3 separate regions of the Gossypium hirsutum genome follow, and regions 1 and 3 are each linked to region 2. The links are chromatin contacts, called in public Hi-C maps. All regions are on one chromosome and are shown on one strand. Each heading gives the region's core, a stretch centred on a gene start, on an enhancer-like site or on the middle of the called end of the contact. The rest is flanking DNA. Distances are from core to core; before and after follow the strand shown. Region 1 holds the start of LOC107960041 (protein OCTOPUS). Region 2 holds the start of LOC107961024. Region 3 holds the start of LOC107960045 (cytochrome P450 86A1).

The links. A called contact is a pair of places that touch in the nucleus more often than the background predicts.
Region 1: a contact with region 2 is called in a Hi-C map of leaf, with 2.4 times the contacts expected there. The contact joins the promoter of LOC107960041 here to the promoter of LOC107961024 in region 2. A contact is called at or near these places in 2 of 34 Hi-C or Micro-C datasets (both in leaf).
Region 3: a contact with region 2 is called in a Hi-C map of leaf, with 2.1 times the contacts expected there. The contact joins the promoter of LOC107960045 here to the promoter of LOC107961024 in region 2. A contact is called at or near these places in 5 of 34 Hi-C or Micro-C datasets (all in leaf).

Annotation. Positions count from the first base shown.
Region 1 is chrA07:18,202,325-18,206,957 of Gossypium_hirsutum_v2.1, forward strand. LOC107960041 (protein OCTOPUS) reads right to left here and starts at 1,276. Exons shown (of 1, transcript XM_016896246.2): 1 at 1-1,276. The coding sequence starts at 1,014.
Region 2 is chrA07:18,614,770-18,619,290 of Gossypium_hirsutum_v2.1, forward strand. It overlaps LOC107961024, which reads right to left and starts at 2,881. Exons shown (of 4, transcript XM_016897270.1): 1 at 2,645-2,881; 2 at 1,915-2,311; 3 at 1,729-1,796; 4 at 526-1,275. The coding sequence starts at 2,881. The coding sequence ends at 526.
Region 3 is chrA07:18,335,880-18,339,985 of Gossypium_hirsutum_v2.1, forward strand. It overlaps LOC107960045 (cytochrome P450 86A1), which reads left to right and starts at 2,457. Exons shown (of 1, transcript XM_016896250.2): 1 at 2,457-4,106. The coding sequence starts at 2,632.

The sequences.
Region 1 (4,633 bases), core at 26-2,525, 410 kb before region 2:
CTCAGTAACCAACAGTTTCGCCCCATGAAACAGCCCAACAGTCTCGGGTGACACTTTAGCATTAGAAATGGAAGACTTAAATTCCTCAGCTTCCCCGAAACTTATCCTTCTGTTGGAAGAAGAACGGTCAAAACTTCTTCTCCTTCTAGTCAAAGAATCCGCGTAATAGTCTCTCGTTTGAGCTGACCCACCAGGGCTAATCCTTTCTTCCTCTTTTACAACACTCAATCTTTCTTCCCCAACACTTGGTTCCTCGTTGACCCTAGGGTTCTGTTTTCCAATCAAATAACCATCCCAAGAAGCCCTTGGCTCATCCATGGAAAACCTTGGCTCATCGACGGATAAACGGCCAAAATCAACTGATAATCTAGGATCAGTATCACAGGATCTTCTTCCAAACAACCCATATTCCCCGATCTCCGATTGGGTATCTCTTAATCCCCTTCTGTTTGCCTTCTCAAGAACCAAACCCTCGCTTTTCTCCTTTTTGCTCTGTTTTTTTCTCCATTTCCTCAATTTCTTGCTAAAAACCGAAGCTGCTTCCCATAAAGATTTCCCCGAAGTTTTTTTGCTTCCACATTCAAGATCTATGAATTCCTTCATCGTTTTTAACTCCCCTTCCTCTTCTTCTTCTCCTCCTCCTTCAAAGCTTTGAAAAACTTCAACTTTCGAACAAGGGAGGTCGACATTGAGGGTTTTCATTTTGTCGTCGACGGCGAAAAGATCGTGCAGAGTACTGTGAGCCCTAACGTCGCAAGATTTACGGCGGGGTTCGGAGGCGGCAGAGGAGGATGGGTCAGGGCCGCCGGAGCAGGATTTACAGCGGCGGAACTGGGAGGTGGAGGAGGTGGTTGAGGAAGTTGGGGTTGTGGTAGGAGAGTCGTTTTGGATTCCTGCGAGGCGTTCCCGGAGACATGATGCGCAGAAGCCCGTGAGGGGCGCGGTGGCAGGGTGGCGGTGACAGGAAGACAGACGGCAGCTCTGACGCCGATGAGGGTGGGGCTGGGGAGTCATGGGTAGACGAGAGGCAAATGAGCCTGATGATGCTCAGACACCAAAAACGAAATACTACTACAGTCAATATTATTAATATGTGAGAGAAAGTATTCTAAAAAAACATACAAGTTTCAGAACAAAAATGAAAAGCCCTGGTTAAGCCCTTCTATTTTACCTGTCATTATTTTCTAATTACTATTATTAATTACCAAGTTGATTAAATTTGCATTTCGGTCCCTCTATTGTTAAATTTTTCTCTTATATGCTGGAAATTATTTTTCTATGAATGGTCATCCAATTATTGATTTTTTCAATTTAGTCACTAAACTTTTCAAATTTAAACATTTTAGTCACTCTGAGCTTATATGGGTTCTTTTTTTTATTGGTTTAGTAACAAAATTGGCCCTCTAATGTTATACATTCTATCAAGTTAATCCTAAATATAAAAAATTCAACAAATTTTGCCTCAATGTTTGCAAAATTTGTCATTTTAGTTCTAATTCTAAAAAATTCAATAAATTCAAACTCTCAACATTTACAAAATCTTTCAATTTAGTCTCAATTCTAAAATTTTTAAAAAAATATATTTTTAGCCCTTTATAACCTTTGACTAACTAGTGATGGTAATGAGTGGGGCGGTTTTTGCCCGCTCCGACTTGACCTTGACTTTAAAAAAAATTACGCCGCTCCAAACCTGAACCCTGACCCTGACCCAAAATTAATAGTATACTTGACTCCAATCCCTTTTGACCCGTTTATTTTTTTATTTTTAATTTTTTGTAAAATTATTATTAATTAAGTTTTTTTAAAAAATGAAAAGTTTTAACACCATTTTATTAGATTTACCTAATGATTTATCTATGGAGTTGTGTGCTAATACATATTTACATACATGCTCCGATTACAACAGTGAAAAAAAAGAAGGAACAAAGGTTCCTTTAATAAATTATTAAATTAAGAAAATGGAAAATGAGAGAAATAACCTTATATGGGTGAAAGGGGATTAGCATGGAGGTGGTAGAATGAGACCTAGAAGTAATAAATTTTGGGGATTTTTTAATTTAATTAATATTAAATATGTATTAAGGGTAATTTCATAAATATCTTAGGATGGGGCGGGGTGGTTTCATTCTAAATTCGACTCAATACAACTATTTTTAAAAATAACCCGTCCCAACCCCCAAATTCAATAAAAAAATTCAACCCTATAGGGTCGAATCGGCTCGGAGCCCACAAATTTGAGTTTTTTTTTTGCCATTCTTATAACTAACCCATGTGAGATATTAAAATAAGAAAAATAGTACCCTCTTTTGAGTCACTTGTAAAATAACTCTAAAAAATTGAGATAAAACACACCCAAAAAAACTAAGATCCAAAAGAAAATAAAAACATTAAAAACGTTATATGTTTGGGTAATAATGCAACTAATTATTTCAGATAATTTCCAAATTAATTGGTTTAGTCTAGTGTAAAGCTTAAATTATAGTAAAAAAAATTGTTGCAAGTGATTTAAAAGAGGGTACTTTTTTTCTTATTTTAATATCTCACATGGGTTAGCTAATTAGTTATAAATGACTAAAAATATTTTTTTTAAATATTTTTTTAATTTTTAGAGTTAGGATTAAATTGACAGATTTTATAAATATTGAGAGCCAAGTTTATTTATTTATTTATTTAAAATTAAACTAAAATGATAAATTTTGTAAATATTGAAGGCTAAATTTGTTAATTTTTTATATTTAGGATCAAATTGATAGAATGTTTAAACATTAAAGGATTACTTTTGTTACTAAACCAATAAAAGAAGTTCACATCAGCTGATTAAAATAAAATGAAAAATATAATTGGGTGGCCAAATTATCGAAATGTAACCCACCCTATATACAAAGATGCTTTTACTTGATTAAATTATATCAAATTATTTTGTTATACATATATTATTATTTGGTTAAATTGTTTTTTTTATAAAATTATTTGATTAAATTATATCAATTCTTTTTCTTTTATATAAATTAATGAAATAACTGTAAATTTTTTTTATTTTTTATCGACTGAATACATAATAATCATATGATGATGTTGGGAATTTTTTATGATAATATTATACATAAAAAAAATCAAGAATGGGCCTTAAAAATATTAGTTGTAATCTAATGAAATGATGGCAATTTGTTTTTAGTACACTAAATTTATGTGGTGAATAATCACGTAAAATCAAAATTCATTTTATTGGTGAGGGGACAAAATAATGGATCTATTGTAAAGAAATCAAACAAATAATGCAAAAAGATAACATTAGTTTATGTGTTAGTATTAAATTTTTACAAGTCATCTAAACCCAACCCCCTCACTAGGGACCTTTCTCCCCTTTTCACAATAAGTGTTTAATACCCTAACAATAGCTTATTAAATAGATTGGCTAAATTACTTTTTTTTTAAAATAGCATTATTATTTTATTTAAATATTTTTTTAAGTTTTTATTATACTTAAATAATTTTAAGATTTGAATTTACATTATTTCTTTGAGTATACGATATATTCAATATTTGTTGATTAAACTTCTTTTTATAATTCTCTAACTTTTATTTTGTATCTAAATAAATATGTTTAAGTCTCTATACATTCTATACATTTAAAATGTAGTTACATACTTGTATTTTAAAAAAAAAATTAGCCTATCTAATTCTTGGGTTTAAAAATTCGGATCCAATTATTACCACCATTAAAATTCTTCTATTAAATTATATGGTGTGCCATTTTGAAATTTACAAAAAATTCACTTGATAATCACGTAACAATATAAATAACGTTGTAAATACTTATTAGGATATTTTTCCTTAAAAACACAATTCGAACTTGGAATAGTACTTTTAAGAAAAAAGAACATCAACATTTTGATTGAAATAGTTATCAATATTAACTATTTAGACTAAGTAATGATATTATATATGTATAGGGACTAAATTATGTTAGAAACTAATTTGTATAAATTAAATCTCAAGTTGAGCAAAACTTAAGAGCTAAAATTGAAATTTGATCATTGTTTTATAATGTAAAAAATGCAACGCAAACTTAAACAAGAAGGAAAGCAACATGTCAATTTTTATGACTCTTAAAAGACATTCACATTATACATGCCTAGGCAATATTTTAATATTTGGATGAATTAGTAACATTATAAAAATATAGAGACTAAATTTATGTTAGAAATTAAATAATAAATTTAAACATTATAGAGGGATCTAAACTATAATTTAACCATTTTACAATGTAAAAGAATGAAAGGAAACATTGATACGTGGCAACAATCTGATATATAATTATATAGATATTATGAAAATGTGCATCTTCAAAAAACATTTCCCAAAGTCAATTGCCATTTTTTTAAGCCCTAGATTACTGATAAGTAGAAAAAAAAATTCATTTAGTTCAAATTGGTCTCAAGTTCTTTGTAAAAGAAACAAATGTATCTCTCAGGAGTTTAACCTACTAAATATGGGTGTTAAGCATTTAATTTTGACCAAAAAGGTTGGGTTATTATTATTATTATTTTATTAAATGTAAAAATTAAGTTGTGAATGGTGATTAAATAAGTATTGAATATTAATAGGTGAAAAAGTAATCCTAAACAATTTA
Region 2 (4,521 bases), core at 1,631-4,130:
TCCTGCCATTCTTAAAGCTTTCGATGCTAGGTCATGTGCTTTAGCATTTGCTCATCTTCTTACATAATGGAATCGAATCTCATGGAAAAACTTGCATAGTTCCTGAATGTCTTGGATGTATGCGTATAGTACTGACTTATCTTTGTTCTTGTTCTGGACTTTTTTGATCACCGTCAAGGAATCCCCTTCGATAACAACACTCTGTAATCCCAGATCCCTTCCCAAGAGAACTGCCTGTAAACATGCAACGGCCTCAGCTGCAAACCCCGTAAGTATATTCTCATGGGTTGTGGTTTTAGTGACTAAAGTTTCCCCTTTCCAATTTCTGACTATGAGTCCCGAACATAATTTCTTCATTTTGAGATCTACTGCTGCATCAAAATTGATTTTACAGATACCTTGGTCCGGTGGCCTCCATTCTGCAGTTATCAGGCTAAAGGCAAGCTTACCTTGTTTAACGTTGTTGAGATCATGTAAGTATTTTGAAACAAATCGTGCTGTCTCTGCTCTTGACATTTTTTTGCCTTAATGAATCCATTTATTTCTGGCCAACCAGATAGCCCAGATGGTATACAGAAAAGAACGACAGATATCCATTCTGCTATTTGAAACAATCCAGGTAAACCACTCCATAAATTCCAGATCTACTAGGTTTACAGGCCAAATAAAGTTTAAGCTATTCCATGTTTCTTTTGAAACAGTGCAGTCACGAAATACGTGGTTCCTGTTCTCCACTTCTTGTTTACACCTCGGACAAACATCATCAGTAATGAGCCTTTTAGTTCGTAGATTTGATAGTGTAGGAAGGTAGTTTAAAGTGGCTCTCCATGCTGTAATTTTTAACTTAGAAGGGAGGTCACTTTTCCACAAGTTTTTGTAACATTTCCTGTTTTCACTTGGGTTGTATCCATTATTATTGATGGAATTGCCATGTAAAAGTAATCTATACCCACTTCTGACTGTGTATTCGCCTGTCGGTTCGCCTCTCCAAGCCAGAAAGTCATCCTGTGGCAAACGAGCAAGCGAGATTTGGAGGATTCGCTGGGCATCTACTTCAGAGAAGGTACCTTTAATCAATTCAGTTTTCCAAGACCTATTTGTGCAATCAATGAGGTCCGCTACTTTCAACAAATCGGGATTACTCACTATTTTTTTAATAAGTAGATGTTCATCATCCTGAGCCCATACATCCTCCTCGATATTGATATTCCAGCCCGTTCCCACCCTCCAACAGAGTCCTGACTGCAACAGGCCTTTTGCAGCCCATATACTTTTCTAGGTATATGAAGGTAAATGTCCTAACTCTGAGTTTAGAAAGTCAGTATTCGGATAATATTTGGCCTTTAACGTTTGTGCTAAAAGAGAATTGGGATTTTCAACTAATCTCCAACCCTGCTTAGCCAGAAGGGCCAAATTAAACTTTGCAAAATCATGAAAACCAAGACCGCGAAATTCCTTCAATTCGCATAAATTGGTCCATGAACACCAATGAATCCCCCTTTTCCCGTACCCCTTCTGCCACCAGAATTTGGCAATTATTTTCTCCATATCATCGCATACAGACTTCGGTAATAAAAAACAACCCATTGTATAAGTAGGAATAGCTTGTAACATTGCTTTAATGAAAACCTCTTTGCCCGTGATAATAAGCGAGAACTCCAACAATCAATTTTTACTTTTAAGACTATCTTTTAGGTGTTGAAAAGCTAACTTTTTGCTCCTACCCACCATACTTGGCAAGCCCAGATATTTCTCTGCGTTATTCGTCCATTTCACCCCCAGTCTACTTGAGATAGCTGAACAAATTACTTCAATTGTGTTGGAGCTAAAATAGACTGTGGACTTTCCATAATTAACGCATTTGTCCCGAGCATTTTTCATATTCTTTTAAGATTTTTCCAAAAATCCTGGTACCTTCTTCGGTTGCTTCTCCAAACAAAACAAAGTCGTCCGCAAAAAGATGAGTAATTTGGGGGCCTCTTCGACTCGCCTTTATTCCTCTCAACAATCCTTCTGCGCTTGCAAGTTTTAATAATGTAGATAGTCCCTCACTGTATATAAGAAACAGAAAAGGACTCAAAGGATCCCCTTGACGTAATCCTCTCCCTGGCATAAAAATCTCCCCCGACTTCCCATCCAACTCAACCGAGTACGTAACCATATTGATGCATCTCATAATGAGCTGAATCCAAGACCCATTAAACCCCATTTTTGCCATCATTTGTTGTAAGAAATCCCACTCCACCCGATCATACGCTTTACTCATATCAATCTTAAGAGCCATAAGACCCCTTTTTCCCATCCTTTTGTTCTTCATAGATTGTAGAATTTCATATGCCAGAAGAACATTATCAGTAATTAATCTTCTCGGTACAAAAGAACTCTAAGCCGGATCTATACAATAATCCAAAACTTTCTGTAGCCTGTTTGCTATAGATTTTGAAATTATTTTATAAAAGACCGAGCAAAGGCTAATTGGTCTAAATTCAGATGGGTTTTTTGGATGAGGATTCTTAGGTAGTAGTACGATATTCATATGGTTTAATAGATCAAAAGTTTTACCATGATTAAGAACTTCCAAAAAAAATCACTTACCTCCCTCCTTACAATATGCCAGAATTTTTGAAAAAAATTACCGAAAAACCATCAGGTTCAGACCCTTTTGTCGGCCCCATACTGTTAATTGCTTCAAGAATTTCCTTCTCTTTAAAATGGCAGTCAGCACTTGATTCATGCTATCGGTGATAGTGCAACGAAAACCTGAGAGTAAGTGACTTGTATTACCAACACCTTTAGATTCGAATAGCTTCATAAAATAGTTCCTGGTTATGACTTCTATATCTTTTTCTTCAGTACGGAGGATACCTTTGTTATCTTCCATCTGTCGTATTCTATTTGTTCTACGTCTTTGGGACGTTAGACTGTGGAAAAAGGCCGTATTCTTATCCTCTTGGCTTAGCCAATTCAAATCTCGCCCTCTGCTCCCAGTACATCTCCTCCTTCTCCATCTCTCAATTTAATTCAAGCTTTACATCAATGATCTCGGCAATGATATCATTATCTCTATTCTTCTTGTCAAGTTCAACCAGTCTTTCCCTTAGAATATTCGATTTTCTTTCACGATCCCCTTTGATAGTCTTAGCCTAATTTTGTAAGCTCAAACGACTATTTTCAAATTTTTCCAAAACGTTACCAGATTGCCTCTGCCACGCGTCCTTTATGATTTCTTCACACGATGGCTCAGTGACCCACCAAGATTCAAATTTAAAACAACTACCTCCAATGCTTTGTACATTCGGCATAGTCATAATGAAAACTGGGCAGTGATTAGAGAAAGAATGTGAAAAATGTTGAACTTCATACTCAGGAAACAAATTCAGCCACTCTCGAGTCGCGACCTCCCTGTCCAAACGCTCTCTGATATTTGTATCAGCAAAATTACCCCTCCCAAGTAAACTTTTTTCCTTTGAAACCCATATCAGCCAGACCACAAACTTCTAGAGTTGACCGAAATGCCTCCATTTGTTTCTCATCTTTTGTTCGTCCTCCCATTTTCTCATGTGCATACATAATTTCGTTGAAATCACCACATACGCACTATGGTAGATGGCTGTTATTCTTCAATCTGCGTAGTAGATTCTATGACTCATGTTTATTTGATTGATTTGGGTTACCATAAAACCCAGTGAAACGCCATTTGTGCAAACTATTTTCCTCATTAATCTCCACATCAAAGTGATTTTGTGAGTAGCTATAAACTTGAACTAAATTGTTACCATTCCATGCAAGGCTTAAACCACCACTTGCTGAGATATCCATTCCATTTTGAAATCCTCACCGCTTCCATAACCGTTCCATTCTAATGCTGTCTAACTTTGTCTCTATCAAGAAGACCATTTGGGGTTTATAAAGCTTCAACATGTGATGAAGCCTTCTAGTCGCCCGAGAATTCCCCAATCTTCGGACGTTCCAGCTTAGGATTTTCATTGATCTCTGTTAGCTGGCCATTTGCCAGCCGCCGATGTAATTTGTGAAATTGCAGCACTACCTTCCTTAATAATCAGAGACTCATCTACTACTTCTTTTCCTCCCGAATTCCCATAATCTAATTTTTCTTTTTTAGTCGAAGCTTCGACATTCAAGTCTGAGACTCTCACCATCTCTGGGTCAAATTTTCGTTTTCCGCTCATATACTCCCCTATGATGGAATCTTCTTCCTCCCTGCTGGATAGATGCCTCCAGCTCATCTTCCTGTAGCCCAATTGAGAAGCTTCAATTAGCCTGTTTGATCCCACTGATAAGTGGCTAATTTTAGGCTCAACTTCATTACTAAACCTGCTTGTACTCCTACTCTCCAACACTTTTGTGGGCCCCATTTGTACTAAATTTTCTATTTGACCAGCTTCTAGGTTGCGGCAAGTTTTGTCTGTTTGTGCCTCCCTTTTTATAGCCAAATTTTTAGGCGAGATTTCCTCATCATTATCCCTTAAAATTATTTCCCCTTTTTTAGACGATATCTGT
Region 3 (4,106 bases), core at 1,207-3,706, 280 kb before region 2:
TGGTTTCGTGGAAAAAACAAGAGCTTAATTTTTTTTAATTATTTAATTTGGTAGGAGTTAGCTTTTGGATATGAATAATATATTTGATATAATTCTTTTTATAAGATTATGTCTTAAACACGTATTAAACATGAATATTTAAGAATAATAACTCAACTTTTTAATATAATATATTAATTCTCGTGCTAATTTATTTCTTAAACGTGGAGTAAGTATTTTAAATATATCATTTAAAAATAAATAATAATTTTGCAAGTGAATTAGAGATAAATTTTAAATCCACCAAAAACTTTTTAAATTAAAACAATTAATTATTTAAATAATTTTATTTTTAAGTTTTTTAAATTTGTCAACTTTAATCTTAAATTTATTCCTGACTCAACTTATAGACTAACTAATTTACATGTATAATTTAAAAATAAATTAAATTAAACAGTAAAATAATTTTTTCACTAAATTGGATTACCATAACAATTTATTTAAGGTGCCTAGATAATTTGATATCTTATGCAAATGAATATATATATAAATATAAATATAAATTTGTCGATTGAGTCTTAGCTCTATTGGCATGGCTATTGTTGCAAATACAGGAGGACGTGTGTTTAAGTGTGTTAAATCACATTATCCTCTTATTTATGAGTTTAAATGAGACTTTGAATAATTTTAGACATCATGTCAAAAAGAATAGATACGATAAAAAAAAGACATAAAATGCTAAAAACTATACATCATAATAAAATTATAAAATAAATTATTAATATTTAAAAGTCTACAAATAAAAAGCTCACACAATTTTTTATTGTTCTTTTTCACTTCTCTCCTTCCATTTTCCCTTCTATGTTGCTTTCCTTTCTCTCCTTTCCTTCCCTCTCACCCACCCACCAAAAAAAAACAAGCTAGGCACATCTACAGTGCTTAGCTATAGTCTTGAAAATATGATGATTAAACTAGTATAAAATGTCGAGCAAAGACGTAACTAAGGGAGGCAATCTGACAAGCAGTGGCCTTGGAACCCCTTAGTTGAGGGGTAGAATAACATTTCCAATCTATTTTAGTTATGAATTACTCAAATTAAGTCTTTTTTAAGTATTTTTTGCTATTGCCTCAAAATTTTAAAACTTTATTTTGCCCCCTCCCCTAATATTATATTCTTGGCTTTACCCTGGTGCTAAGAAAGAGGTTTATAAGACAATGAGTTTAGTGTTTGATCGCTTAAGATAAGTAATAACTAATGGTTTTAGCCTAGGATAGGTGATACAAGTGAAGTTAATAAGGACGGAGTAAGCAACTTGTGAGGAGAAAAATTAGTATTTTTTTATTAAAAAATTGTTAGAAATTATTAAAATATAATTAAAAAATTAAAATTACTACCCTTTTATAAATATTTATAATTTTATAAAATTTTTGAGAATTTTTATATCCTTGCAAAGCAATTAAGCCCTCCTAATAAAATAATTAAAAAATTCACGCAAGTATTTTTTCATATTAAATGCCACATCATCATTTTTTCCAAGTTAGTTGTCACGTTACATCAGTACTAGGCTTGAAAAATGAGCCTGGGTAAAAAAATAAGGCCGATTTAGAAAACGGGATAAGTCTCGAGTAAATTTTTTTCGACCTGGGCCTGGCCCAACCCAAATTTGAAAAAAAAACTGTTGTTTTGTTGTCATCTCACTATTATATTGTTATTATTTTATTGTTATTATTTGAATATTGTATAACTCTTGTTTCATTATTAATTTTGCTACTACTTTAGAGGTATTTTCTTATTAAGTTCACATATCTTAGTGTTATTTAAGTATAAACGTTTTTTAAATTTATTTTTAATTTGTTGAGAAATATTTATTTTAATATTTTTAGTGTATTTGATGTATTATACTTTTAAATTTATTTTTATATAAAAAATAATTTTAATACGGGCGGACCGAGTCAGACTCGGGTTTTAACTTTTTTTATCTGAACTGGACTTAGACAAAATTTTAGGCCCATTTTTCAAGATCAAGCTTATAAAACAAACCTAAAATTTTGTTATGGCTCAGCCTGACGCATGATAACCTCTAAGCAGCAATTAGTGGCCCGTTAAGGGCTTTGATGAAAACCATATTACATGAACTCAAGCGATTGTTAACTCTCAATTAATTGCACTTTTCAATTAAATAGTCAATTGTTAATTATTTTATAAAAAAAATTTTAAATTACTTAAAAAGAGTAATTTATATATATATATTTAAAGGATTATGTCTTAAAAAAGTATTCAACATGAGTAGATGATGATATATTGACATATCGGGTAAAACTAAAGAAACAAAGCAAATTAATGTAAAAATAATCAATTAGTTAATTATGGCTTTGAAGCATTAGTTGTGTCACTTACCTACAAAACATACTTTGCATGGTTTTCGTGTAAATTCCCTAAAATAAATAGTTCCTATCAACCCAACAGCTTTGGACTAGAAATTTCCTAACTACTCTTCCTAAACCTTTCCCATTGTCATCACTTCATATTTATATATAAACATATTCATAATCATATATATAACTTCAATCCTATCAATCTCTGTCCAATTAAGCTGTCTAGTGCCAAGAATTCTAGACCATAGCATCAATTCTCTAATATAGGTCCTAGCAATGGAATTGGAAAACCTTCCATTTGGGTTCACCCTAGCAGCTGCTGCAACATTTGCTTATGCAATATGGTTCTATCTGCTAGCCAAGAGGTTAAGTGGTCCAAGGGTATGGCCTCTGGTCGGTAGTCTACCATTTCTTTTCATGAACCGGAGGAGGATGCATGATTGGATTGCTAGTAATCTTCGAGCAACAGGTGGTTCAGCCACCTATCAAACATGTACCATTGCTATTCCATTTTTGGCTCGCAAGCAAGGGTTCTACACTGTCACTTGTCACCCCAAAAACATTGAGCACGTTCTCCGGACCCGGTTCGATAATTACCCCAAAGGGCCTCATTGGCAGGCTGCATTTCATGATCTTTTGGGGCAAGGGATCTTCAATAGTGATGGAGAATCGTGGCTGATTCAGAGGAAAACAGCAGCACTTGAGTTCACGACCAGGACACTCAGGCAAGCCATGGGTCGTTGGGTTAATAGGACTATCAAGAATCGTCTATGGTGTATTTTGGACAAAGCATCAAATGAGAAGAAAGCAGTGGATTTGCAAGACTTGTTGCTTCGTTTAACCTTTGACAACATTTGTGGGCTTACATTTGGCAAAGACCCAAAAACACTTTCTCACGAGTTACCAGATAACCCTTTTGCTACTGCTTTCGATACAGCCACTGAAGCAACTCTTAATAGGCTTCTTTACCCTGGTTTACTATGGAGATTGAAGAAGATTTTGGGGATAGGAGCTGAGAAAAGATTAAAGAGTAGCCTCCGAATCGTTGAAAACTATATGAACGAGGCCATTGAAGCACGAAAAGAAGCTCCTTCGGATGATCTACTGTCCCGTTTCATGAAAAAAAAAGATGCTGGGGGAAACCTTTTCACAAGCACCGTTCTTCAACGCATCGCTCTGAACTTCGTCCTCGCTGGCCGTGACACCTCTTCCGTAGCCCTCAGCTGGTTCTTCTGGCTCGTAATGAACCACCCAGAGATTGAGCAAAAGATCATCGATGAAATATCAAGGGTTCTCCGCAACACCCGCGGCCCAGATACTAAGAAATGGATGGAAGAGCCACTGATGTTCGATGAAGCAGACAAGCTGATATATCTGAAAGCAGCATTAGCTGAAACACTGCGGTTATACCCCTCGGTTCCTCAGGACTTCAAGTACGTGGTCGAAGACGATGTGTTACCAGATGGCACATTGGTTCCCGCTGGCTCCACCGTCACATATTCGATATACTCAGTTGGAAGAATGAAGAGTATATGGGGAGAAGATTGCATGGAGTTTAAGCCCGAAAGATGGCTATCAGCAGAAGGTGACAAGTTCGAGGCACCAAAGGATGGTTACAAGTTTGTGGCGTTCAACGCTGGACCAAGGACTTGTTTGGGCAAAGACTTGGCTTACTTGCAAATGAAGTCGGTGGCCTCCGCAGTTCTGCTGCGTTATCGGGTTTCGCTGGTTCCTGGACACAGGGTGGAGCA